Linked DNA regions of Mus musculus: all the other regions are linked to region 1. Evidence: chromatin contacts called from public Hi-C and HiChIP or PLAC-seq data. All regions are on one chromosome and are shown on one strand. Each heading gives the region's core, a stretch centred on a gene start, on an enhancer-like site or on the middle of the called end of the contact. The rest is flanking DNA. Distances are from core to core; before and after follow the strand shown.

Evidence for each region. Hi-C and Micro-C count contacts between places; a contact is called where the count stands out from the background. HiChIP or PLAC-seq counts read pairs in DNA pulled down with a chosen protein or histone mark.
Region 2: a contact with region 1 is called in a Hi-C map of differentiating embryonic stem cells, with 17 times the contacts expected there. The contact joins the enhancer-like site here to the promoter of Wars2 in region 1. A contact is called at or near these places in 2 of 39 promoter capture datasets (the 3T3-L1 cell line and 3T3-L1-derived adipocytes), 5 of 484 Hi-C or Micro-C datasets (3T3-L1-derived adipocytes, the G1E-ER4 cell line, differentiating embryonic stem cells and 1 more), 3 of 115 datasets of contacts at active chromatin or transcription factors (embryonic stem cells, extraembryonic endoderm stem cells and memory CD8 T cells) and 1 of 9 other capture datasets (adipose tissue).
Region 3: an H3K4me3 HiChIP or PLAC-seq map of the SCID.adh cell line shows a contact between it and region 1, with 13 read pairs. The contact joins the enhancer-like site here to the promoter of Wars2 in region 1. A contact is called at or near these places in 1 of 39 promoter capture datasets (embryonic stem cells), 22 of 484 Hi-C or Micro-C datasets (the AML12 cell line, the G1E-ER4 cell line, LSK cells and 9 more), 7 of 115 datasets of contacts at active chromatin or transcription factors (the SCID.adh cell line, bone marrow-derived macrophages, embryonic stem cells and 3 more) and 1 of 9 other capture datasets (embryonic stem cells).

What each region holds. Positions count from the first base shown.
Region 1 is chr3:99,138,687-99,142,965 of GRCm38.p6, reverse strand. Wars2 (tryptophanyl tRNA synthetase 2 (mitochondrial)) reads right to left here and starts at 1,876. Exons shown (of 6, transcript NM_027462.4): 1 at 1,778-1,876. The coding sequence starts at 1,867.
Region 2 is chr3:99,201,566-99,205,844 of GRCm38.p6, reverse strand. Wars2 (tryptophanyl tRNA synthetase 2 (mitochondrial)) reads right to left here. Exons shown (of 6, transcript NM_027462.4): 3 at 1,229-1,309; 4 at 535-620. Among named protein-coding and RNA genes, the nearest start is that of Mir6481, 4.3 kb to the right of the region's middle. Within about 2 kb of position 2,359, at least 5 of the 459 cell types and tissues checked have an H3K27ac peak or open chromatin away from gene starts, as enhancers often do.
Region 3 is chr3:99,172,499-99,176,777 of GRCm38.p6, reverse strand. All of the region lies in intron 1 of Wars2 (tryptophanyl tRNA synthetase 2 (mitochondrial)), which reads right to left. Among named protein-coding and RNA genes, the nearest start is that of Mir6481, 25 kb to the left of the region's middle. Within about 2 kb of position 1,872, at least 28 of the 459 cell types and tissues checked have an H3K27ac peak or open chromatin away from gene starts, as enhancers often do. A contact at or near this core is called in the SCID.adh cell line and memory CD8 T cells, where this site is marked.

The DNA of each region.
Region 1 (4,279 bases), core at 627-3,126:
AAGCCCATCAAAAATGGTTGTTTTCCTTCCAGTCTTTCTTCCTATGAGTAAACACTTCTGTGCAAACACTGCTGCCATCATATTCTGAACACAGTGTTTAATCTTTTCCATCAGTCTTTCAGGAGAACTTCATCAGTGCTTTGGTACCTGCATCATCATGTGTACTGAGCAAGCATCCTGCCACTTAGCTATCCTCTCACTTTTTATTTTGAGACAAAGAATTTCACTTAATCACCCAGGCTGGTTTTAAACTTGTGACCCCCTCCCCTCCTCCTCTGCCACCAGAATAGCTGGGATTCCAGGCCTCTGCCACCAGACTGGGCTTGCCTTAATCTTTCATGCTATCATTTTTAACTGATATGCATTATAACACTGCAGAAACTAACTTTAACATTTAATTCTTTATATTTAAAGTGAAATCAAGGGTTTAAAAACAGTAATCTGTCCTAGATATTCTTGGTTGTATACACATTAATATGCCTATCAGATTCCAAAAAATGAAATTCCCAAACCTCAAGAAAAACAACATTTGATGATTAAAGCCGGAATCAATTCTTAACTAACACTGTTTCTTAAAATGTAAAGTAACATTTGAATAGTTGTTTGCTGAATTTCTAGTATTGTGTCTTTTATTCGTAAAGAATCTTGTGAAGTTTACATTAAAGAAAAAAAAAGTAAGTTCAGAGAATGAGTAACTTGTGGGATGATTCAAAATATAATATTACATGCTAGTTTCATCTACTCTTGCTGGCTATGTTTTACCTTCATAGTCATGAACCCATAAGCTTTCCAGTCTTGGAAGTACATCAACATGCCAATCACTCCAATTCTCCCTCTATTCCATCTGCCCAGAGGATTACAACTGGTTCTGTAACACAGCTAGCAAATGTTAGAAAAAGCCAGGAACTTTTAGGACCAGGCCAGAAAGCTTTCCAATAATACATCAGTTACAACATGACACCCTCATGTCATATCTGTGCATTAATGGCTATGAATATGCAATGTGTAAAAATTACTTCATCACAGAAGTTCAAGTTTCCTTCCCGCTCTCAGACAAGACTTCCGAGATCATCTATGTCAAACTGATATATTCTGGGATGTTTTGTGCTTGTCAGAACAAAGCAAATTCCCCAACACCTTTTGGCTCTGAGGATAAAATGCAAATGTGGCGGGGCTCGACATAATATATCATGCTCATCAGCTCAGTCGTGGTAATCGCAGTGCTGCCAGGCAAGCAACACTATGAAGTACCTCGGCAGCTTGTTGCTGTTGGTTACAGGGCCTGGTAGATGCAGGCGCCTAAGGATCACCGAGCACCGATTCTTGCTCGCGTTCCACACGCTAGCTACTGCACTAACCTAAACAACCCAATTCTAAGAAAACTTTTCTGATTTCTCCGCTGCACCCCGGGAAGTTGTAAGGGGGAGGAGGCTAAAAACGTAACAGAACGGTGCGCAAGAGAACGATCGATCGCAGAGCAACTAAGTTTCTGATAACGTCACACTCTTTCAGGAGATGGCTTCCTGCGTTGCCAGGCAACACTGGCCACGCGGCCCGGCGGCGTGTGCTTTCCAGCAGCAGCACCTCCTGCGGTCACATGTGTGCAACGTCGCTGTGGTCTGAGTTGGGGACAGTCATAGGCTAGTGGACCTCGGAGAGAAAGTGTGGAGGGCTCTTTACAGGAAGCAGGAAGGGAGAAATAAGTGGCGGAAGGGAAGGGGAGCGGGAAGGCGCTCGCAGGATCGGAGACCTAAAGCAGAAGACCGGCTCGGGTTACCTGGGGAGCCAGAGTTGCTGCGGGTCCTTTGTGAAGTGCCCGGATGAAGCGCCAGCACTCACGGGCCTTCCGCACAGAGAACAGCGCCATCTTGAGAAGGGCGGGGCCGCCGGCCCGGAATGACGTCTGCGGGCGAGCCGAGTTGTGCTTACTACGCATGCGCCTGTCCTCTGGGCTGCCGCTGGCCAAAGTAGCTCAGTACCGATGTTTCCTAAGTTTGCAGCGCAGGTGCGCCTTGGAATAGGTGGCCCTAGGCTTTAGTGTTTTCCCGACCATCTTCTCCTTTGTGCCAGCTTCCTTGAGGGAGACTCAAGAAATGAGTTGTTGCTCTTTAGACGTGGAAGTAAAGGAAATCACCCACCCTAAACGAAGGCTAAAAACAGACCCACGGCTCCTGGAATCCTAGCACCTTCGGATTTCCTTGGAGACCAAAGGTGGAAAAAAATAGGTAATTTCTCACCCTGCAGTTCCGAAGAAAAGCAGTCAATGATTCTGGCAAAGCCATGTCTCACCACCTGCTCTCTAATACAAAACTACATGACTTGCTATCCTGTGTTCATTGATACTGAACCTTAGACCAATAAACGTCAGCTCTCACAGTTTTGAAGTTGAACTGGGTTTATTTCATTTTCCCTCCATTGACTTATTTCTTACAGGAAAAAGTCATGTAGTTTTTTGTTTGTTTGTTTGTTTTTTAATCAAGCTTCCAGATGCAGCTTTCCATTCGTGTCTCTTAAGAATGAAGCCTGCTTCTCTTAGAGGACCATAAATGACTTTTTGAGACCTACATGCTGGTCATCGGGTCTGCAACTTTACTCTAGTGCCCTGAGTGAAACACTGATGGATATGTGTGTACCTTGCCTTCCGGAAGTGTGGGGTCTCATGGGTTCAGAGAATGAATTATGCATACTGACGAGGTGATATAGAAGCAAGTACCAAGTTCAGAGTGGACAATGCTTAGAGCTGCAGTGCTCCGCGGAGGTTCAGTAACAATGACACCAGTGATGCTTGATGGAAGATGTTTTGTGTAAAGATGATGACTTCTCTCAGTGAACTGAAAACTCTCAGATTAAAAATCAGTAAAAAATATAAAGAGCAGATTTGACACAATCCCATTGCATTGGTTATATTAGTCTAAGAAACACATACTGGAAATTATCAAAGATTCATAGGCAGTAAGCTGTATTTGAGATGCCTGTACTCCCGAGGAGTTGAAATCTAAAGTAAGATAAAACTCCAGTCATACAATAAAATCTTAGAAGCATGCAATTGTTCCAGAGTAACTGGAAGTGAGCAGGGAAGGAATTACAGGTATGAGGTGGAGAAAGCTGAAGAAGCCATGGTTCCGCCCTCAGCAGAACATAACAATATGATTTTGTTGTTAAAATTTGAGGCACATGTATTTCCAGGTGCAATGCACTTTGACTACATACCCGAGTATAGAGCCAACGGGACACTTGAGCTACAAAACATGGTAATAGACTCCAAAAACTGAATAAACTAGATTGAATTTAGAATAAAAAGTGGCCGAGTAATGGAAATAAAGTGGCCAGGAATTAATAGAAAACCCAAGACACATGGTGTAGCAGAAGCCCAGGACAAAGCCAGTCAAGAGAAGATATAGACAATGGTTACTGTAACATGGGGTTTTATAAATGCCTTAGGTGTCTAGTCTTCAGATAGAAAGCAAAGTATTACTATTTGCATAGCTATATAATTAATTAGATTATAACCCCAGGAGTTAACATTAGACTTCTAATGTTCTTAGCTATCCAGATTGCAGAATAAAAAACCCTGGCATCAAGCCAGTGATGCCAGTGCATTTTCAGAGTCTTCTGCCCAGGTGCCTATCTAGTACTGGTAACATTTTAATGGGGGGGGGGGATATCTCCAGGACACGTTCTCAGTAAAGACACTTTATCAATACTCGCCTTCAATACCATAATGTTTGAATAAATCATTTGCTGTTGTGACTCATTATTAGGAAAACATCTCTTACATTATTATGAAAATATCCCTTACATACTTTTGCTGGCCCTCACAGATAAGTTAATAATACCCCTTGAAGTCAATAAAGATTGCTATGCTTCTGTGTACTGAGCCTGTTTAATCTGCCTTTAAGAGAGCAAGGGACAGAGGAAATGATATAATTCCAAAAAATAAAAAAGAGAACAATGTAATAACCAACCTTATTTGCCTCGTATTTCCCAGGCAATCAACCTTTATAACTGGAGCTAATGCTTTGCTATAATATTAAGATACATACCCTTCCATGCCTCTGACCTACAGAGCAAAGCATATATGTCTCTGTACGTTATATGGTAGTCATTTGTTTAAAGCAACAAATCGGTTGAACGAAACCTCACAACAAATCCACCACAAATGCTGGAAGCAGCATGTAGCTATTGCTTGATGGATTTTGTTTCTAGCTGGGTCACTTGGAATCAGTAAAGTCCCATCCTTTGTAAAATTTTGTTAAAGATTCTGTTAAAGTATCCATAT
Region 2 (4,279 bases), core at 1,110-3,609, 62 kb before region 1:
TAGACCCAAAGTGACAAACTTTCCTGATCTTAGACTTTCTGGAAGCACTTTCTGGACTCAGACCCTGACTCCAAACCTAACTAGCTAGCATGACCTGGGATTTGCTGATGACCACCCCACCCGACACCTAAGACCCAGCTATACCTTCTGTGGAATAGAGGTAACAATGACATATTTTACAAGGCTGTTTTCTGGTTAGCACACAGAGAAGACTTACTAAGGTCTCTACCACATAGAAGGCACTCTGCACTAGCTCTGAATGGCCCTCGTGAGTCACTGAAAGACACACACACTCAGTATGCGGTGCGGACTGTGTATCTGATCCTTCTTGTACCCCACCTCCACACGTCAAACCTTTTCCTGAGAGTTAAAAACACTCTCATGTGGCACATGCCTGTGATTCCAGCACTCAGGAGCCTGAGGATTCCAAGTTCACAGGGAGACCCTGCCATGAGCAAACAAACAGACATTCACACTTGGCCTCTCTCTTGTCATGCTGAGAGTGCAGGCGCTCCGGGCTGTGCCCCTCCTTACTTGTAGCACAGGATGTCTGCTGCCTGGAGTACAGGGTATGTGAGCAGGCCTACGGTCCCATCATGCTTCTGCTTCGCAGCCTTTGCCTGTGGAAACGAGGAGAGAAGAAAAAGCCATCTGACTTCAACCTGATTATATTGCTTAATTAAGAAACTTTTAAAGCAAGCAAAGTGTGCAGCGGAGCCACCTGTAATAACATATATTTCGGTCCCTTTCAGCAGCTCTAACATCATCTGGCTGCTTATCATGCTCACGCTCCTGGCTTCAGAAGTGAGAGGGCTCTGTTTTACCATTCCCGTGGCATTTTATTTTATTTTGGGAGATGGGGCCTCCTTTGTGCAAAGCCCACCCAAGCTCTACCGCTCCACACATGGTCCCCTGCCCCAGCACAGATCTTATACCGCCTCAATTTCTCATTCATTTCATCAAGGACAAAGCAGTTTTCTAGATTCCACATTAGTTAAGTCCAGAAATTATTAGAAAATTGGGTTTCTCAAAAACACTTATCACAAAGTTACAAAGTTCATAAAAGATTAATTTAGAGAAGAAGAATTTGGAAAAAGAAACATAACTTCATTTTTGAAAAGCTGCTGCTAGGGTGGGCAAGACAGCTTATTGATTAAAGGATGCCTAGCACCTGGCACAGAACAAATGAAACCTTCCTTCCCATTAACACTCAGGTTCTGGCATTTACCTTCCACTGGTGTAAATGCTGCAATCGAGGCAGTCTCACCATGCAGGTGAGGATCCAACTTAACTGAGTGTGTTCAGACACCTAAAAGGAAGGAGAGAAAGAAAGGTGACCAGTGTCTTTTTGCATCTAAGCAGTACTAACTAGACAACAGGGATAGGCTGAAACAGTTGAAAATAACCTAAGTCAAGGTTATTAAAAGGAAACAGGTGAGGGGCTGGGCCATGATACCTGATATACAGATAAGGATAACTAAGCAGTGATTTAAAAAAAAGCCAACTAGTATAAATAGCAGCTTATTGTTTAAGTCCTTGGCATCCCTAGTGAGGAGGTAGCCAGAACTCTTTCAGTATCTTCAGTGTGAATTCAACCATGTCCTTGAGCATCCATGCTCTTGATTTTGTTTGGCTTTTGTTTTCCAAGACAGGGTTTCTCTGTGCAGTCCTGGTTTTCCTGGAACTAGCTTTGTAGACCAGGCTGGCCTTGAACTCAGAGATCTACCTGCCTCTGCCTCCTGAGTGCTGGAATTAAAGGTGTGCGCTACCACTGCCCAGTTCCTCCTTCCCCATGAAATACTAGGCTTATCAATAAATCTATCAAGTTTCCCCTCCTGTCCTCACTTCCACCCTATCCCCTCCCCACATACATTCGAAGTCCTCTCTGACTCTTAAATCCATGACTGTAACCACAATGCTTTTCACTTAGATGGTAAAGAAAGGCACCCAGCTCAAGGCCTGGCCTTTTCAGATCTTCAGCGATGAGAAAGCGATCGCCTGTACACTTGTCCACCAACGGAGAGTCTTAAAGATTCTAACTCCTCTTCTATTGACTCCGTTTCCACCTTCATTGTTTTCCTCTTGTTTTTCTGCCCCTGCCAATTAATCAACAACAATAACAAAAAAATACAAACTCTCTTCAACCTAGTTTTGTTTGAATCAAGTTTAATCAAGTAAGCAAAACCTGGCAAGGACTGGGCTGATTCTTGGGCCCAGGCCATATTCTAACTGATGACCCAGATTGTGAGCCCTAAGCATCCCATTTCTGGGCCCTGGGGATTCTGAGTCTATTGATTGTGGCATTCTGTGTCCATATGATTCCCTTAAAAAGCAGAGGCTCTTGCCAACTCTGCAAAGTGGCCCCAAATGTGTTCTCTGTGGGTTTTGCAAAGGGAACATAAAGGCCTGGGGATGAACCAGCCCAGGCCTGATTCACTAGCAAGGATTCACAAGCACTCCAACATCTGGAGTAAGATAGTTTCTCTTTTTTTCTTCTCAACTCATATAGGAAGAAGAGTTGTTTTTCACGTGCTTGACAAGGAATTGCTTTTAGAGTTTTGCAAGTCGCTGGATAGAATCTGTCATTTTTCTTCTAAGAGGCCTTTGGGTTTTAGTGGAGGCAGTGGTAATGACAGCCCTGTCCAGGAACATTGCTGGCTGCTGGTGTAAACAAACAGCTATCCAATGCAGTAACCCAGAAGGTAGGGGAGGGGATTAGAGTTGCTCCCAGGCACCAGGGAAAATGTGCCCAGGGAAAATGTGTATGCAGCTGACGCCCAGCCCACCAGCTTTAGGAATGGAAATGCAGCAAGAGAGACCCTGGATGTGTGGACAGAGGGAAGACATCTTTCCCCTCAGTGCTGGGTCCAACACTTTGTCTTAGTGATCTGATAAAAACCTTACAACTATGTCCCCATGAATGAAAGTATTTTGCTTGGAGTAAGTAGTTTTTTGTTTGTACCTATGGGATGAGAATTATTCAATATTCAACAGAGGTTTTTTTTTTTTAATGTTCCAAATTAGCATTAAATTAATTCAAATCAATTCTAGTAGAGAAAGTAGGTAAAAGACCAAAGCCAATTAACTGTTTGCCATTCATCTTCAATAAATTATATGAGAAATAATAGAAATAATTGTCATAGTCAAGATGATCACATGGAAAAGCACAGATTTCTATTTGAAGCAAAAGAAAAAGTGATAAATATTTAAATGTATCATTTTCCTATATTGTGAAGCCACAAACAAATCAACTATATGATCTGTTTTAGCTATAGACACACAAAGGTACAGGACAGCAACTGGCTTGGTAACCTTCCACAAACAAGAAGGCAGCCATTAACAGAACAAGACACAAGCCTTCAGTCACCGCAGTTTGCCTGCCTTACTTATCCCTGTAAAACCCAGGCTGGCTTTTTTGTTCAGTGTATGAACGAGCTACTATGAACTTCACTGGAAGCTGCAAAAGGAACAGATTTACAACCTGTTGATGCATACAAAAGCAATTCTATGGGAGTGATTGCAGCAGATGCTGAATTGTAGTAGGCGAATGGTAAGGCTACCAGGCAAGATGCAAAGCCGGACATAGGATGGCAGTATGGCTTAAAGCTTTGCCTTGGAATTTTGTTTGAAGGTTCTGTCAGGGGAGCACAGCCACTTGTATACTCTTCTAGTGGGGAGGCTGCCCTCTCACACTGGATGTAGGACTTGGGATCCCTGCCTAGCCAGCCAGATCACCTCACACCTAAGAGTCTCATCTTTTGGATGAGATGAGCTGAGTCTGAATCCTAGCTCTGCTTCTCAGCTACTCTGGGCAAGCCAAGTTACCTCCTTGTGCTCCACTTTCACTATCTATGAACTGAGGTTCCCTCTAACAGGACCTAGCACAAAGTCAGTTATTATTACCATAGATACTAAAACGATACGGCCTCCTTATTTCATACTGTCACCCTGGGCCAAACTTCCCTCCCTCTTTGCACTTGGACTCTAGGAAGCTGGCCTTTTTGTGTTCCCCAAACTCACAGGGACACTCCCACCTCAGTAGCTTTACACTGGCCCTTGTCTCTGATGGAAGTCTTCTCTCTTACTTCACCTTAAATCTGCTGAGACTTTATCTCCTACGGCTTAGCAGACCTCGCCATTAGAAACAGCCATCTCTTCCCTCAGTCTCATTGCTGACTGACTTGATTCTTTTTTTATGCCATTTATTGCCTAATTGATGGTCTGAGTGAAAATGGCTTCCATAGGTTCATATGGACCGGGATGTGTGACCCTGCTGGAG
Region 3 (4,279 bases), core at 623-3,122, 34 kb before region 1:
ATAAAGCACTTGCATTTCTGATCTCCATGAACTAGTAACAGGCAGCTTTAATCAAGTGAAGCTGAAAGGCCAAAGATTCTTACACAGAATATATAAAATCCCAGCACTCAGGAGGCAGAGGCAGACAGAGCCTGAGTCCAAGGCCAGCCCAGTCTATAGAGTGAGTTCTAGGACAGCCAGGGATACACAGAGAAACTCCTGCCTCAAACAAACAAACAAACAATGCCTCAAATCCAATGAAGTGATTGTCATCTTGTGACTACTTCATGGTTCTGAACCTTCAGAAGACATAAGGTAAATTTCATGCATGGAAACAAAGAGTACAGAAAAAAGAACCCCAAGAAACTACTATATGCACCAGTAGGGGAAATTTGAAAGAAATTATAGGTTTCATTCTGTGCAACACAAAGAGATTGTATAATAGAATACATAAGAAGAATGAAGATCCCGTGTGCCTTGGTGGAGGAGAGAATCCCAACTCTCTTGCCAGAACACAGGCGTCCAGCTCTGTGGGCACTTCATGTGCTACTTCTTTGTGGGAATCACCACATCTCTTCATGTGTAAGGGACCATGGACACTGCTTAACGCACAGCCCTTCTGTATCAGCATGAGGTAACCAGATGAAGGAGGGAGAGTCACACAAAGCTTACTAGTGCCTAGGAGGGGTTGCAGTAATCACAATGGACTTTTTGATATTTTGTATTATTTTTGATAACTTGTATTAGTTTTCTAAGGGCAGAATCATTTTCTGCCATCAAATTAAAAAAGAAATTAAAAAGAAAGCACAGTCCAATCTGTGAGCATACAGCTTGAGTGACTGGCATGTAACTGAGAGTCTTATACCAACATGAGTAGCCATATTCGTTTTATGTCCTGGGAAATAAAAACATAGTATTTAGTGGTTTATACAGTCTGCATATTTAAGTTATTAATATCTGTAAACTATAAATACACTAGAAACAATGAAGGTAACCTGAAGGATGTGAATTTTGTGAATCAGAGAGTGCTAGGGCCAAATTCCTTCAATGTCTTCTAATTCCTATATCACTTAACCTGTCTGATGCTACTTTCTTATTTGAGCAAGGAGGTCCAACACTAGCTAACATTTGCTGAGAACTTTCGGTAATAGCAACATAACAAGGGTTATGAATGGTGTCTCAATCCTTGCAAAAGCTCCTATGTAGTTATTTTACAAAAGAACAAACCGAGTCTCAGGAGGGTTGAGAGAGTAGCGAATGGATAGGAGATAACCGACAGGCCTTGAACCAGGTACATCAGCTCTGGCTGCAAACAATCCTGAGAGGATGGTGCTCAGGAAAATTATTGGCTTTTACTTCTTGGAGCCAATGATTATGTCAACCTTCTAAAATATATGACCTGAATCCTACTTTAATTTTATGTTATTAAAAGTCGTCTAAGGTAGACATGTGACTCTCTCTCCTTCCCTGTTCCCACTCGAGATAACTGCTTGATGTACTTGTTTCATTGAGGAGTGATGGCCCATGCCAGGGCAGGTGACAAGGACAGTGGTTCTCATTCATCTGGGCAGCAGCTTCAGTGCTAATTCTAAACACAGGTGGTGAGAGAGACAGCCAACAGGAAGGGGGAAGGACTCGCCGCTGACACGAGCAACTGGGAAGATTGATGGTTTCCCTCTCTCCTTTTCCCCAATGCGTCAGCCTGGGGGCAGAGATGGAGGAGCCGCTGTGCTGGGGACAGTAAAATACACAGCACAGTGTCTGCCTTGCTGCAATGCTGATTAATGAGACCAAAATGACACCGAAAACAGGCAGTGCTTCAGGAGGAGAATTCACAGGCGTTTCTTTCTTTAATGGTTTTGACAAAGCAGTTCCCACAAACCATCAGGTCTGAAGTGCAATAACCTGTGGTTAGAGCAATGCAGGGGGGTGTTTGTAGGAAAGTGTGGAGGACAGGGTGAGTACAGGGGGGTTGTGGCGAACTACATTCACTTATCAGCCAGCAGGCTCCAAGTGTGTCACAAATTCCTTTTCTCTATTTGGCTGGAAAAAAAAATGCCACAAAGTTCTCAATATGGTATCTACTTACCCAATTTAAAAAGGAGCCTAGAATATACACTCGCAAACACTTCACCCTGTTTAAAGTACTTCTTAGAAGACAGTATTATTTTTCTCGTTTTACTGTAGCTTTGAATATTATTCACAGCACATGAGTGTTAACAGTAAATATGATTGCCAACCGTTTCCAGCCAGCCATATCCATTTGCATTTCCAAGCAGCTGTCCATCAAGCACAACACTGTACCCGAAACCCATGACCTGGCTATCTCCTTCCAAACCTGCTCAACCTAGGAATGACCTAAAATAACTCCTAATTTCTTTTTCTCCCTTGCTACGTTCTATGGTATCAACCCCTAGCTGTGTGATTTTAGCAAGTATTTATGACTTCAGTTTCTTCTACTTCATGGGATTATTACACGAATTAAACACAGAAGTATATCAAAAGTACATAGGAAACATTCAATAAATATTAGCTAGTATCCTTACCAGCTAAGCAGCTACAAAAGCAAGAGGGATAGCTGTCACTTCCCTATCTCTCCTCCGATATTTGAATTACTTTGAACTTTGTTGGACCCATACCATCGGCTGAACTGTTTTTTCAAAATAGTGACGCCCGGTTGTTAAGCCTGAACCCCCTGCTTTAGTGTAGCATGGCAGAGGCAAGGGTCTCCATGAATTGCTCTTAACTGAGCAAATGAAAAAATTCATGGAAAACTGTGGGTTGGTTATTTGCCTTTAACACTTCCTTTTTAAACTAAGCATCCTTGAACTACAGTTAATGTTATGTTCAACTAGCACGAATAGTCAGCAACCTTAACGATCTGTAGTTCAGTGTCCAAAATGGAAGAAATATTTATATAACAACTGACCTTGTTTCTGGGTAAAAGTAAATATAGAGTACTTCCACTGCTTAACCATGTTCCCCCAGCAATCCATGTATTTGTGGAACTCCATATTGTGACCTCATCTGGAAGATGAGTCTTTGCAGATATAAACTGTTAGAAAGAGGCCATTTTTGACTCGAGTGAGCTGCAAACAGTTTCCTTACAAGATAGATGGACAGCGGTGAAAAGGAAAGGCAGTGATACTGGATGGCAGGAGAGGCTGGAGTGATACAGCACCAAGGTGAGTCGATACCCTGCAGACCCCACTTCGATCTGCCTTGAACTCCAGAAACATCAGAGACGCTCCTCCCGCTGCACCGTGTGCTACTTCATAGGGCTGAAGCACTTTTATATAGATGTCTTAGGAAACCAGTAAGCTCAGCTAGTGCAGCAAACAGATGTGCAGACTTCTGAGATCTATAATCTGGCTGCCATCCTCTAGGGTGAGCCTGGCACGGAACCTCTTATCCAGAGCTGCAGGGCCGATGCTGCAGGCAAGGCAGATCAGGATAAAAACACTCAGCTGCCTATGGTGATTGGCCAAACCACAACTGTATATAGGTAGTGGTGCTGTGTTGCAGGCAGCATTATTGGACAGACCACATCAAATAAACAGCACAGATCAACTATAAGGGTGTAATCATAGATGAAGTTGCTGTTATTTTGTTCTGGGATCAGTTCAAAGTTCTAGGGTCATATTTGCATTGATTCCTTAAAATTATTGCACATGTTTTTGACTTTAACTCCACTTATTTCTTCTATTTTAAAAAGCAGCACTGGAATTTCCATTATGGGTAATTACTCAGAAAAATGTAAATGTGAACTTAGCAAACTACACACACATACACACACACATACACACATATATGTACATGTATATATATATATGTGTGTGTGTGTGTGTGTGTGTGTGGTGTGTGTATGTATATATATATCCCCGGTGAGAATTACTCACTGTATACCACTTTTCTAAAGGAGTTTCTGGACACACATTACTTGAATGTCCATGATCTACTGCTCTTCTTTAAAATAACTTTTGCTTCCTTTGAATTTTTAGCAGGTTTGGGTTTTTTGTTTTTGTTTTTTTGTTTTATTTATTTATTTATTTATTTATTTATTTATTTATTTGCATAGTCACTCTAGCACAAATGGTTTTGAGATATAGGTTTCTTTTAAAGAAAATAAACAGTGAACTATTTTTTTTTTTTTTTTACCTTTTGAAAAACCAAATACACATGTCTGATTTTTCTTTGAAGTTCCTTAGAAAGAATTCTTAAAACACAGTATTATAATTAATAAACTGGGGGGTGGGATTCAAATTTGCAAATCAGTGTCAGCTGACCATTAATCCATCAT